Regions from separate parts of the Mus musculus genome. Here regions 1 and 2 are each linked to region 3. A link is a contact called in public HiChIP or PLAC-seq and promoter capture Hi-C data. All regions are on one chromosome and are shown on one strand. Each heading gives the region's core, a stretch centred on a gene start, on an enhancer-like site or on the middle of the called end of the contact. The rest is flanking DNA. Distances are from core to core; before and after follow the strand shown.

What was found. HiChIP or PLAC-seq counts read pairs in DNA pulled down with a chosen protein or histone mark. Capture Hi-C pulls out chosen DNA fragments and counts their contacts.
Region 1: a contact with region 3 is called in an HNF4G HiChIP or PLAC-seq map of pancreatic cancer cells. The contact joins the promoter of Nfu1 here to the enhancer-like site in region 3. A contact is called at or near these places in 3 of 39 promoter capture datasets (the 3T3-L1 cell line, the SN4741 cell line and liver), 3 of 484 Hi-C or Micro-C datasets (the HL-1 cell line, MC3T3-E1-derived osteoblasts and pro-B cells), 10 of 115 datasets of contacts at active chromatin or transcription factors (the 230-238 cell line, the NIH/3T3 cell line, cardiomyocytes and 6 more) and 3 of 9 other capture datasets (adipose tissue, liver and macrophages).
Region 2: a contact with region 3 is called in a promoter capture Hi-C map of pancreatic islet. The contact joins two enhancer-like sites. A contact is called at or near these places in 3 of 9 other capture datasets (adipose tissue, liver and pancreatic islet).

Annotation. Positions count from the first base shown.
Region 1 is chr6:87,008,552-87,011,251 of GRCm38.p6, reverse strand. Nfu1 (NFU1 iron-sulfur cluster scaffold) reads right to left here and starts at 1,416. Exons shown (of 8, transcript NM_020045.3): 1 at 1,293-1,416. The coding sequence starts at 1,351.
Region 2 is chr6:86,962,714-86,965,413 of GRCm38.p6, reverse strand. It overlaps Aak1 (AP2 associated kinase 1), which reads right to left. Exons shown (of 16, transcript NM_001378654.1): 13 at 1,189-1,418. Among named protein-coding and RNA genes, the nearest start is that of Nfu1, 46 kb to the left of the region's middle. Within about 2 kb of position 1,278, at least 11 of the 459 cell types and tissues checked have an H3K27ac peak or open chromatin away from gene starts, as enhancers often do. A contact at or near this core is called in pancreatic islet, where this site is marked.
Region 3 is chr6:86,764,630-86,767,329 of GRCm38.p6, reverse strand. It overlaps Anxa4 (annexin A4), which reads left to right. Exons shown (of 13, transcript NM_013471.2): 2 at 1,523-1,568. The coding sequence starts at 1,566. Among named protein-coding and RNA genes, the nearest start is that of Anxa4, 28 kb to the left of the region's middle. Within about 2 kb of position 1,384, at least 43 of the 459 cell types and tissues checked have an H3K27ac peak or open chromatin away from gene starts, as enhancers often do. A contact at or near this core is called in the 230-238 cell line, extraembryonic endoderm stem cells, liver and 2 more, where this site is marked.

The DNA.
Region 1 (2,700 bases), core at 167-2,666, 240 kb before region 3:
CAAGACTCAGCTACTGTTCAAATTCCATGTTATAAAAATGCCCATGACAAGCAGGGCGTGGTGGCACACGCCTTTAATCTCAGCACTCGGGAGGCAGAGGCAGGCGGATTACTGAGTTCGAGGCCAGCCTGGTCTACAGAGTGAGTTCCAGGACAGTCAGGGCTACACAGAGAAACCCTGTCTCGAGAATCGAAAAAAAAAAAAATGCCGATGACAGAAATAGCTAATTAAATGTCATACCCAGGAGAAGACCCTTGGCAACCAGAGTCCCCAGTAAGTGTCTTGGATCCTGGGGTTTCCCCCGGCCTGATCTGCTGGATGGTGTACCTGCTTTGGTGCTGTGCCCTCTGGCTGCTTGCTCTCTTATGCTAGGACTATGTGCTGCATCCTTATTAGACGCACTCATTTGAAACAAAAGGCGTGCAGAGCATTGTAGATCACTCTCCCTAAGGAACACCTAGCAATAAGGGCCACACCAGGCCACACAGTGAGCGTTCAGTAAATGGTAGCTGTTATCACTACGTGGTAACTAGTAACTATTCTTTAAGTGAATGGAGTGGATACTCCAGGATTTGGAAACACCCTAATATTCCTTCAACCCTGGGAAAAAGCAGCAAGCGTGGATAAACCAGAAGTATACTCTGGCAGGAAGTTTTGAAGTCTAACCGATCTTGAGTAAAGTAACTGAAGGGGAGTCATCGAAAACAGGTGGGCAGGGGGTAACCCACAAAATCCTTCTGTTAATCTGCTATTTTTATGAGATACATTTAGGAGTTTTAAAACGGGGGTGGTGGGGTGGTGGAGGGTGTCTCATAAATAGTCTAACCTGGCCTTGAACTCCTGGTCTTCCTGCCTTCACCTTTCAAGTATTGGGATGACAGATGATGAGGGATTCTATGCTAGCCTGATGAAATGCATTTGAAACTTCAAGTTGGCATCAGCATTCTGTCAGGCCCCTTTCTATAGTTGTCACACTCGGGTCTGACAGATATCTGAGGGAGTGGCTCTAGAAGAGGAACAGGACGCACTCGCACAAGCCTGGGCGGTGGACTTCCTCGAGTCACTCACTTCTCTCCGAGCCGTGATCTCCCTGGAAAGGGAACGACAGGACACGACACAACCCCGGGACCGCTCTTCCCTTCGGAGCCACATTCCCGTGGGATTTACAAGGGACATCCGTGGAAGGTGGCTGGCCTCGGGCTCTGGAGCCAGGACAAGGGTCCCTCAGACGCCAGCTCCTGCCTGTGAGAAGGCAGCGACAGGGATCTGCTAGCCAGGGAGCCAACACCTACCGCCTGCACAGCCGGACTACACCGACCGCTGCTCCCCATGCCCGCTCGGCCGCCGCCATCACTTCAGTGCCAGTGCGCTTGCGCGGACCCGCCTCCTTCTTGTCTCCAAGTCCTACGCAGACTCAGGCCCTGCAGAGAGGGCGGTCCGGGGACGCCGGTTCCTTACAAGTTGAGGGCGGTGCTGCAGGTGGCCTTTCCGCCCTCCTTTTACTGAAAGTAGATTTTTTTCCCTCACATAATATATCCAGATTACAGTTTCCCTTCCCTCTATTTCCTCCAATTTCCCCACACTTCCCCTCCGAATTCACCCCCTTTCTGTCGCTCATTAGAAAACAAACAGGCTTCTAAGGGAATATATGATATATGATATAACAAAACCTAACACATCAGAATAGGACAAAACAAACAAGGAAAAGAGTTCAAGAAATGCATATAAGTGCAGAGACACACTTGTTCACATATGCAAGAGTCCCGTGAAAATACAAAGCTGGAATGTTGCGGTAAATCTCCAATCCAAATATGCCTCAGCAATGAAAACACAACACAGTTAATATGAATACATATGTGCACCTAGTTTGGACAGATCTACCGCTACACGACCATCTTCCACATCTATGAGACCCCTTAGAGCTTGCAGTTTCTCCAGGCCATGTGCTTCTGCTCCGCTTTTCTTCTTCCTCCTCCTCCTCCGCGTCCTCTCCTTCATCCATTTTCTCCTTCTTCTTTCTCCACCTTCCATTCCACCTTCCCTTTTATCTGCCCAATCATCAGCTCTCCTTTATTTTACAAATTAAGGTGGGAAGCAGGTTTACAGGAAATCACCTGAGCGCTGACTCATTCCTTGTTCAAAACCACACACAGGAAAACGGAATTAACATAAAATATAATTAGCCCCAGGGCTATCGACAACACTGGAAGCCATAATATATATGAAAAGGGACCTACAGGGCAAAGCGGGGAGGGAGGGATGAAGAAAGGGAAAGAGAGAAAAATTGTAAAATATATGTATACATAAAATAAAAAACAAAAACAATGTAATGTAAACAAAAATGTGTAATTAAATAAATATACAAACCCAAAGTCCTAGCTTAACATTATGTGACCAGGGACCTTCAAAGATGCCAGTGAGCTGGTTCTTTGTTGACCATTCTACAGCTGGACACGTGGCCTACACTTAGGAATAGTTTGTCCTCCACGGCGAGATGGCTCCATGGGTAAGCGCACTGACTGCTCTTCCCAAGGTCCTGAGTTCAATTCCCAGCAACCACGTGGTGGCTCACAACCACCTGTAATGAGATCTGAAGCCCTCTTCTGGTGCATCTGAAGTCAGCTACACTGTACTTATGTAGAATAATAAGTAAACGTTTGGGTCGGAGCAAGCAGGGACTGAGTGAGCAGAGTTGACCGG
Region 2 (2,700 bases), core at 29-2,528, 200 kb before region 3:
TGATTTTCTTTCATTATGGTATCAGTTCTTTTCTCAGTTAAACCACAATTTCCAGTGTTTTCCTAAAGGACTTCCCACAGAAACTGGAAAGTTTAGTCTTTACAAATGCTGTCTCCTTCACTTCAGCTCTCAGGAAATCTTGCAGCTTGCCTGTCTTTTGCAAAACCCTTGAGGTTAGGGTCTACAGCAACCTATGCTGAGGCCTGTGTGTCAAGCATAACAAACCCCCTTTCTTGGCTGCCTCTGAACGTTCAGGATCCAGGCAGTACTTAAGCTTTCATCCCATGTTCAGAATGTTGTTTAATGGCAGAAGCATTCTATCACTAAACAAACACATGCCACTACTTTATATGTTTAGATGACCTACTTTTCTTTCAGTCTTTCTTCACTTAAATATGATTAATCGTAGATAACATGGTTTCAAGGAAGCTATGGGTGAAAAATTACACTGATTTCACAGTGGTCAATAAGACTGACTGTACCTGAAGCAGAGAACCAGCAACCTATCAGGTTCATAAAGGTTGGCCAAATGCACAAAATTCATGATCAAACAGTGTGATATATGCTTTTAAGAAGAAAAGACCCTAGACAAAGTACTGCAGGAGAGGAAAGGACAACACCTCACACAAACCTAAGGAGCCAAAGCATATTCCCAGCCGGGCGTGGTGGTGCACGCCTTTAATCCCAGCACTCGGGAGGCAGAGGCAGGCGGATTTCTGAGTTCGAGGCCAGGCTGGTCTACAGAGCGAGTTCCAGGACAGCCAGGGCTACACAGAGAGACCCTGTCTCGAAAAAAACAAACAAAAAACAAAAACAAAAAAACCAAAACCAAACAAACAAAAAAATCATGTTCCCTCTGGGAGAGGAGAAGCAGCAGCTCCAAAGGTCACAAAGAGCCAAGTCACCTGTGCAGACAATGCTTGCTGAGACAGCGCCTTCTAAGTGCTGGGTGTCCAAAGTGTAATCGTCAGTACAGGGAGAATTAAGACACAGCATAGACCAGATGGGGAATGGAAACTGAGTCTTAGGGTCTGTAGAGTGCACACACTGGGGAAAAGCTCATGATCTCTTACTAAATACAGACATCCACTGGCATGTGCTTACTGTCACACCGCCACAAGCTTATGCAAAGAATCCTATGGTAGTAACCCAGAGCAGACCTTGTCCACATGATAAGAACAAACATACTTAGATTTATTGAGACTGGCCTCAGCTGCAGCTGCCTGGAGCAGCTGGGTTGATTTGCTGGCAGGAACCCCAAAGACTGCACTGTGGGTTACATCACTGAGAATCCGTCTGTGCCCAGCACGTTGGGTTTTGGGTGATGATGGAGGAGTGAGAGATCCAACTTTCTGTCCCTGGATGGTTGGAGGTGGAGTGGTCTGAACTTTTGGCTGTTGTCTCACTGGGGCTTGAATCTGCTAGGGAGAGAAAAATGCAGAGCTTCATTATGGGGGAAAAAAAAAGAGGAGAAAGAAATGGAAAAGAAAAGCAAATCAACCCCCAGGTATAATAACACTCCATTTGCTCATATAACATTTGAAAGGCTAAGGTTACCAAAGCCAGAAAGAAAACCAAGGCAACAGCCACCTGAGCTGCAACAGAGACTGACACCACCAAGGCCTTGCCTGGTTCTTACACAGACTCAGTCTCCCTTAACTTAATAGACACATCAACTGGATGTAATATTCCTACCAGCCCAAGACCACAGAAGCTATTCTCAGTCCTAAAGACCCGGAAGGCATCTTAAAGAACTGATGAGAACAAACAGTCCCTCACCGAGGATGCTTACACAGGACAGGCAATAGACTCTGCCTTCTATTGCAGCTAGAAGACAAGACACACCCCAGCCAAGATGCTTTGGAGCAGAGTAGTTTCTGCTGAGAGTTTGGATTCCCTCCTATACTGAGTAGAGTGAGTCAGACAATCTCAGAGTAAAACATGGAAGCTCTTTTTTTTTTTTTTCTTTTTGATGTTGTTAAAGGTCTTCATTTCACTGGTGGGATGGATCCACAACAAACTATTTTGTTTCAACCCAATGGCAAAAGTGCAGCATAGTTTAGTGGGATTTGCTTGCTCCAATCTTCATTAAGAAAATGGCACTGAAGATCAGCAGAAAATCCCGGGAGACAGAAAAAAAAACCTTAATGATGCCTGAGTTAACTGAAGGATGCTTGAGAAGTGGCCCACAGAACAATAAACAAGTATCAATGTAATTGTGACCATGTAAGTGGTCCCTAGCATAAACCACCTGTTATCAAGCTAAGTAATTTTAAAACCATTCAGAAAGCCGTGTAAGCCCTTTCCTTAGTTTTGATAATCTGAAAATAAAAATGAGCAGATACTGAATCCCTCAGGGCTTTAACTATCCCTTCCCTCCAATCCGTCCACTCATGTGAGAGCTGCCTCTCTACATTGAAGCTCAGTTTTTATGTTGTGTTGCTGAAGCAGACAAACAGAATTTAAGAAAGCAGGACATGATCTTAATGAGTTAGGATGCTTACAGCAGGGGAGACTGTCCTCCTGCTGTCCTCAGGAGATGGGATGGTTTTTGAGGCACACCATTTACCTGTTCTGTATGCCAACCACTCCATCAACAAGACGAATGACAGCAGATCTATAAGGTTCTACTGTCAACCAAACTGATCCAGGAAGGGTAACACAGACCAGTAGGAGCAGAGAGCTGCAACAAAAGAGCCA
Region 3 (2,700 bases), core at 135-2,634:
ATTATTTTCCCTGTTGTATTGTTATCTTACCAACATCTGAAACCATCTTTATTTCCTGTCTATCCTGGTTGCCCATAAGCTCACTGAAGGAATGTGTAGTGGAATAACTTAAGTCATAGGTCCACCAGCCCTAGTTAATAAAATATTACTTTCATCTTCATTTCATTTGTGTGTGTGTGTGTGTGTGTGTGTGTGTGTGTGTGTGTGTGTACCATCAGTGTGTGGGTGCCTTGCAGGCCAGAGAAGAGTATCAATTCTGTAACTGGAGTTACAGATGGTTATGAGCCACCCAACATGGGTGCTGAGAGCTGAACTTGGGTCCTCTGCAAAAGCAGGAGACACTTGTAACCACCGAGCTATCTCTCCAGAGCCTTGCTTTAGTGAGACAGGGATAATGTTTAGTTTTGTTGAGAGAAGCTGTTATTTGAATTTTTTTTTAATGATTGGATCCTAGGCAACCCAGGCTGGTCTTGAGCTCACAATTCTCCTGCCTCAGCCTTCTGAGATTACAAGCATGTTCCACCCAGCTGATTCTGCATTTGTAACAAGTTCCCAAATATTCTAACCACTGGTTCTAGGATGACTCTGAATGTTGAGATGCCATGTCCAGATCAGATATTTGCACTCAAGCTTTTCTGATGAAGGAGGCAATGGAAACCGAGGACATGTGTGAATTTGTGAGGGATCAATAATGGGAAGTTCCTCCACTCCTGTCACGTTGCAGGGACAAAAGAGCATCTGAGGAATGAATACTGTCCAATGCTGGGTGGGCTGTCAAGACACACACAGTACTATTGCAATTTATCGTACATTTTATATGTTATCCTAGCTGATGGGGCTTAACAATTGTTAAAAAATATTCCATAATAAGGTATAAAACAATGTATAAAATGTACTTTAAACAATGTATAAAAGCACACTCACTTTTAAATAAACACTTCATGGAGCTTTTGGTTTCTGGCTTAAAAAAAAAAAAAGACACACACAGACAGATATCTGCACATATGTATGCAGACCTACATGCAGACACATGCATGTACACAGATGCAGGTACACAATGCACACCGGTATGGATACACACACAGGTGTATGCACACATCAATGCACACATCCATACACACATTGGCACATGTGCACGAATCTGGGGCCACCTTAAGTACCCTAGTTTTCTGATTCGGGTGGCTCATCTCTTCTTGCCCTGTTCTGACCTGCAGTAGTGTTTAACTCAGAACCTCTGTGTCCTGAGAGTCAGGAATACTTCAACCCAACAAGGCAACAGAACAGCTATAGTGTGTGTCTCCAAACAGAAGCAACCAGGAAGCACATAGTTGGCATAATAAACTCAACCGCTCAAATCCTTTAATGATTAACCTGGTCCTGGAGCTCTGGCTCCTCCACAGGTGACCTTTTGATGAAATCAAGTGTGCTTCCTCTTGACCCATGGCACACACGGCACCCTGACTAACGATGAATACCCCATCCCCGGTCACAGTAATTTCTCTTCTGCTTTTTTTCCCCACAGGAACTTCTGCAGGTGTGACTGAACTCTGAACGTGAGCTACAGCATGGTGAGTGCCTCGCCCCACCTGGTGCCAGTCACAGGCAGGCACAGGATGTGTACTTAGGTGGCTTAAACAAAACTCTGTTTGCTCAGTAGTGGGCAGGAGGACATGATAAGGCAGCCTTTGTGTATTGTATATCTGTCTGTCTGTTTCTATCTCTTTCTCTGTACTCCACTTTCTCTGACAGGATCTCTACAAAGCCCTGTCTGTCCTGGAACTCACTATGTAGATAAACTATGCTCATTTCAAACTCACAGAGCTCTGCCTGCATCTGCCTCCCAAGTTCTAGGATTAAAGGCTTGCACCACCTAACCTGGCTTTTCCTTTTTTTTTTTTTTTAAGTAATGGTTTTCTCTCTGCAAAGCATAACTTTCCATTGTAGAACATTTAGGCAAACTCCTTGGGACAGCCCTCACATCTTCTGCTCACTGATGGATGTTTTCTTTTTATTTTGTGGCAGGGAACACATGCCATTTGTGTGGAGGTTAGATGACAATGTTGTGGAATTAGTTCTCTTTTGTCTTCACATGAGTCCCAGAGATCAAACCCTGGTCATCATGCTTAGATGGCAAGAACCCTAGAACTCACTGAGCCATCTTGAGCCATCCCTAAGGAGGTCCCCACTTGCCATCTGCCTCATTTACAGCTGTGGTTGGGTTTTCTTGAACTTTGTGGTCTTAGTGATCTCTTTGACTCAGCTTGGATCCCTTTGAGAGTTCTGGGAAGTTCAGCCCTAAGGTAGATGCTCCTCTGGGCTGCCTTAGACTGGTCCATCTGCTCTCCGGGCTCAGAGGTTCTGAGTCCGAATGTGGACCCTGACCTCTGCCTCTGAGCACTGCTCGTCAGGACATCTGTGTGGCTGCACCTGCCTGCTCTTCACTGTCCAGCACTACTTGTCGCCTTATACGCTGACCCTTCTCATCTCCCCATCTTCCCTGTTACTGTAACGGCAATAATGTTTCCTCAGTTGTAGCCTGGCCTACTCCTTCTGTTCACTGGTTCCTTTCGGTGTGATTGTCTTAGTTAGGGTTGCTATTGCTGTGATACCACACCGTGACTAAAGCAACTTGGGGAGGAAAGGGTTTATTTCACACACTGTTCTGTAGAACCGGTCATCATCAAAAGCAATGAGTGCAGG